2 separate regions of the Macaca mulatta genome follow, and region 2 is linked to region 1. Evidence: chromatin contacts called from public Hi-C data. All regions are on one chromosome and are shown on one strand. The core of a region is the stretch at or near the end of the contact, and the rest is flanking DNA. Distances in the headings are between cores, read along the strand shown. Region 1 holds the start of ZBTB33 (zinc finger and BTB domain containing 33). Region 2 holds the start of TMEM255A (transmembrane protein 255A).

Region 1 (2,704 bases), core at 115-2,614:
CAATGCTTAAGTTACATACACGTGGAGGGCAATTCTGTCTCAAATACCTTCTAAATTTTTCAAAATGATACCTTAAGAACAAACAGCAGGCAAAAAGTCTAAAAATCAAAGATTTAAAACATTATTAGAAGGTGTTGCATGTTAACAGTACCAAGGAATTTCAGGTTACCATAAAGGTATTCATCATCAGAAAGGGTGACCTTTGGACAGTTTGCCAAAAACCAGGGCTTCCGAAATACGGGCATTTCCACAGAAGTCGATTTTAAGTGGAAAGACAGGTTTTCTGAAAACGGCACGCAATTTTTGTCAGTTACACACGGGTTCTTCCAATATGGGAATGCGTCAAATGTACGTGTCCAGGTGACACTGGGACTCGGTTTCGTTTCGTTTATGTGTCCCCCTCCTCCCCGTCAGGGTGGGCCCAGGGACAGCACAAGTCGGTCTGAACCCACCCCGAAGATCTGCTATTCGACTGTGGAAAAGCCATTCCACATCACTGTGAAACCCTTGACCAAGGGCCGGTTTGGAGGAGCTGGTGACGGTGGAAAAGAGATAAAAGCCATCCGCGAGGGAGTGAAACAAACCGACACGCGGCTCCCTGCGGCAGCTGAACCTCATCTCCCTTCCTCCACCTCCCTCTTCCCCATATGGACCCTGCCAGCTGCAACCGAGGTTTTTAACCCCAATTCACGTGCAAAGCAAGCTTCTTGCAAATACAGATGGAGGTACAAACAGCAGAGTGAAGGCGGGAGGAATATGGGGTACCAGGGAAAGTAGAAGGTGGTGAAAGGCAGGGTGGGGTGTTGGGGGGGATGAAGCGAAGCAGGCGGCATTGTTGTGCCCCGGGAAGGGGACGGAAGGGGAGGATGGGCCCGGCAGAAAAGCTCTAAATCAAAGTAGGGGCTGGGGAAGTAAAAGAGGCACAAAAAAGCAGGGAGAGGGGCGAGGGAAAAGCCAAGTGGGTCTCTGTGATGGGCTCCCCACGCCCCGGGGCCTACCCAGGGCACCGGCAGCCCCTCGGCCCCTAACGGCGAAGGGGACCGCGCCGCCGCCCTCGCTGCTCGTCCCCTCCTTCACTCCCCGGCCCACACAAAGAAAGAGCCGGAGGAGCAGAGCCTCCGACTCTGCCGCTTCCTGGTTCAAGTGAGGCGAATGCAAACGCAGGCGCGGCCCAGGGACGGAGAAGGCAAGCGCGCTCCTTCGCCCCCTCCCGGATTGGGGCCGGGTCCTCACCTGCTTCGCGGCGCCGCCGCTTCTCCACCTCGGGACGCGCGGAAGGCTGGGAGTCCCCCAACAAGAAGAAGCCGCACTCCCCGGCGATTCTGCCCCTTCTTTAAACGTCGCTCCAGTCTGGGTCGACGTCGACGCGGCCGCCGCCTCCTGCCGCCAACGCTGCTACAGCTGCCCCACGCCGCCGACAGAGGGCACAGCGCGGGGGCGAAGCGCTCAAGTCAAAGGCGCCCTCCTCTTCCGAGCGCAGGCCGGGGTGGTCCGGAAGGGCCCGAGCTTGAGGCGGCTCCACCTCGGCGCCGTGCTCTGCCTTCGGCTCTTTCCGCAAGGGGGCGGAGGAAGACTGGGAAGCTCTTGTGTGTTCGGCTATTTCCGGAGGGCGAAAGGGTGGGAAAAAAGGAAAGGGAAAGATCTGTAAGGCAGTCGCAAGCAATTGGATGGAAGGGACGCGAGTCGTTTTCATCGAAATTCAATGTGAACTTCTAGGGCCTACAAACTTTTAGAGACTATACAGGTTTCATTTCTTTTGCAAATTTGAATCTGCTCTATTAGACTGTTTGCTACATGATAAACCATCTTGAAATAGAATACATACAATCAAATATGAATTAACAACTTCTTATGGTAATTCAAGTTCTGGGATAACAAGACAGCAACTACATTACATTAACTACTTTTAAGAAAGAAATTTAGTGTTTGGACAACTGTCTTCTTAATTGAATACTAAATGATGCAGTACTGTGTTAATTCCCTCATTTCACCTAGCATTTACTAACCCCTTGCTTGATCTGTAGCAAAAACCCTATGTTAGGCTCTCGAGAATACAAAAATGAATAACCCAAAGGTCTCTACCTCTTTAGGGAGCTCAGTAGGTAGGTACACAAACATGTACAAAAATATTTGTACAAGGTGTAGAAGCAGAGAAGAGAATAGCAAATCGAGTGCTGTCATTTGACCTGTATCTTGAAAGATTAATAATATTAACACTTGCATTTTTAATTTTTTATTATTACTATTTTAATTTTTTATTATTACTATTTCCATAGCATTTCATCTTCAGAGGGCTTTAGTGTCTGACACATAGTAAGTGTTCAGTGATTAATGACTGAAAAAATACATTGTGAGTTACATAATTTTTTAAAATCCTCTGCTAATACCCTTCCAACTGAGTACCATAATGAATGAAACAACAGGATGGGTGTTTGGAGAGCAAAATATTTCCCTTTTAGGCTGGTTATTGATCATATCTTCAACCAAGGAACCAAATAGTAACTTTTTTCTGCCATAATTAAGGCCATTCACTACCTTCCTTATCTTTTTAAAAAGATATTTATAGGATAATACTGCATTCATTTCCAAAAATCTTAAATTTGTACCTATTAATACCTTGCAGTAGAATTCCTGTGCTTCTTTCCTAAAAAAAAATTTTGCTGAAAATGTCCATCAGGATATTAGACTGAAAACAGATCTAACT
Region 2 (2,704 bases), core at 58-2,557, 60 kb before region 1:
TGGGACAGAATGGGCACCTCCAAACAGGTATATTCCCTTAGCTATGTTAGGCTTCCAGGGCTGTTTCCAGAGGGAGGTGGAGCCCACTGTTACCCGTTTGCTCACCCTCCACCTCCCCTGGCCACCAGACAAATGTCTTGGGGGCACTCCAAGGAGGCTTCATTCTGTTCTGCAGTTGTTTTGAGAACATTCGAACCACCTTCTGGTCCAACCACAAGGTGCTTCAAGCCCAATATCCTAATGGGGTCCAAAAGGATAGGTTCGAGAAGGACTTGGCTGTCTTCCAAGATCAGTGACTTTCCCACCTCATCCCCAGTTTCCCTTAGTAATCCACAGTGGATCTGTCAGCCATGACTTTACTTTCACTCTTTCCAAAGCTACTTGCATTTTCATCTTGTTGCATCTTTTGGAGCTAATGAATTCCTTAGGTTTTCCATTTGCTATAGAGAATAATAGTTCTTTTCAGCCACCATAGCAAGAACATTGACCTTCAGGTCCAACAGATCTAGGTTCTAGCTCTCACTTCTGCCACTTACTAGCTGAGTGGGCACAGGACATTTTCTTCCCTTCTCTGAGATTCAGTTTCCTTCTCTGCATAATAGGGTTATTGATAACTCTTCTTCCTCCCTTGCATGGAGGTTATGATGAGAAAATAAGATCCTTGATATAAAAGCACTTGAACAGTACAAACTGGGGTTCTGGTGCAGAGTCATGCTTTAGCTGAATTTTCTAGCTAAAGATTGGGGGCCGTTGGTTCTAGAATTCTCAGATCTGGTGAATAAGGCTGTGCTCCCTCTCTCCGTCTCTGCATAATTTTATACACTCTGGTCACATCCCTTCCCAGCCTTCATCGTTCTAGACTAAAGAGTCTGCATTTGTTTAATCTATCTTCATATGTCAGCCCCCTCCCCCCCCCCACACACACACCATCCCTTTGATTATAGAGTGGCCCTTCTCTGGATCATCTCCAGCTCCATTATGTCATTCTGGAAGCACTAAGACTAGACCTGCTCAAGTGTGTGTGTGTATGTGTGTGTGTGTGTGTGTGTGTGTGTGTGTGTTCCTCAGCTCTGAACCTCTGACTCTGACCCCCTCCCCAGTTACAAATCCTAGAACAGGATAATTACCCAAGACCTTGTCCAACTACAGAGAAGGTTGGTTGGCTTCAGACTGAAGCTTCCCCCTCTTTCTCTGCGCAGCCCTGGCCCCAAGGGGCTAAAACTGCTCCCTGTCTGGCTTGGGAAGCTGAGAGGTGGATAACTAGGATGGGGAGACTGAGGGGGAGGGGGGGGTCTTGCGCAAGCGCACGCGGCTGCACGGACCGCCAATGCTGCTGCCTCCCGGAGCACAGGGAGGCAGAAGAGGAGGGAGGGAGAAGAGGGGAAGGGAGGGGGAGGCGGCACTTGGGCTGCAGCTCGCAACCAGAGGCAGTCTCTCTCAGCTCTCGGAGGGACCGAGAGAGGCAACCGCGGAGTAGGATGCTCTGCGGGGCGCCCAGAGCCGGGGGCGCTTGAAGCAGCTTCGGGGACTGGGGCAACCGGGCAGTTTTCACCATGCATCAGTCCCTGACTCAGCAGCGGTCCAGCGACATGTCCCTGCCCGATTCCATGGGTAAGTCTAGCGGCCTTTCCTTCGGGCGGCGGCAGCAGGGGGTGAGTGCGCTGGCCTCTGGACTGTGAACGCCCCGGCTGCCCCAAAAGCCAGAGAGCGGGAAACGGGGCATGGGTGGGGTGGTCTTCGCGCCCCAGCGTCTGGGTGATGGACCAGAGTCCCAGGGGAGCGGCCTGGCTGCAGAGGGAGCGACGTGCGGAGATCGGAGCGCCAAGCTTGCGTCGGAGTATCTCTGCCCCGGAGTGCGGGTGTGTGCCTGTTTGTGTGCGTGTGTCTACAGACTCGCAGTCGGGTAGTAAATCCCAGCAATCTGAGGATCAAAACACTTCCCTGCAACCTGCGCCTTAGCTTTCCATTCGACACTCCCTCTTTGCAAAGTCCTGGTCACTTCTAAGAGCTCACAACTAACGACAATTAGAAGAAGCAGGGTCTTCGCCCCCTCCCAACTCTCTTGAAGCTGCCCTGAAATTTAGAGATGCAGTTGGGAAGGGGCCTGATTTGCACCTCGCTGATGCGGGGGGCGGGTGGGTTGCGCAACTCTGGGGGATGGGCGGGGGGGAGAAAAAAGGGGGGATGAGGGGAGGGGAATTCCTGAGGACTCACTCAAGACAGCCCAGCCCTGCCCTCTGCAGCGGCAGGATCAACATTCTTTGAATTTGATTGTTACTCTGCTCCAAATGCACGGAATGTGCATAAGTGTGAAAAGGGAGTAAGGTGCAGGAGTGAGAGCGCGAGAAACATCCAGCACGAGCCCGCGCATCTTCTGAAGTAGCGCTTTTCCTCTCAGGGCGGAATGGAGGGGGAGGGGCATCCTTCGACTCCTTTCCTTACAGAAACTGGGGGACAGCTACCTTCGGCACCAACTTGGCTGCCGCTTGAAGCTGCTTTTTGGTAGTTACAAACAAAAAACAAACCCAGTCCCCCTCAGCTGTTAGGCATCTTCCCAAGCCCTATGATTTCACTGGGCGGAGAAATTAATTTGGAGCCCTGGAGAGCGGGAGGGGATTGTAAAATCATGATCCCACCTAATCTTTTAAAATTCGCCTCGGATACACTTCAATCAAATCGAATTCTCTCTTTCCAACATACTTTA

What was found. Hi-C and Micro-C count contacts between places; a contact is called where the count stands out from the background.
Region 2: a contact with region 1 is called in a Hi-C map of liver, with 3 times the contacts expected there. The contact joins the promoter of TMEM255A here to the promoter of ZBTB33 in region 1. A contact is called at or near these places in 2 of 14 Hi-C or Micro-C datasets (blood and liver).

The regions. Positions count from the first base shown.
Region 1 is chrX:126,656,303-126,659,006 of T2T-MMU8v2.0, reverse strand. It overlaps ZBTB33 (zinc finger and BTB domain containing 33), which reads right to left and starts at 1,364. Exons shown (of 2, transcript NM_001266950.1): 1 at 1,234-1,364.
Region 2 is chrX:126,716,184-126,718,887 of T2T-MMU8v2.0, reverse strand. TMEM255A (transmembrane protein 255A) reads left to right here and starts at 1,307. Exons shown (of 9, transcript NM_001193758.1): 1 at 1,307-1,611. The coding sequence starts at 1,554.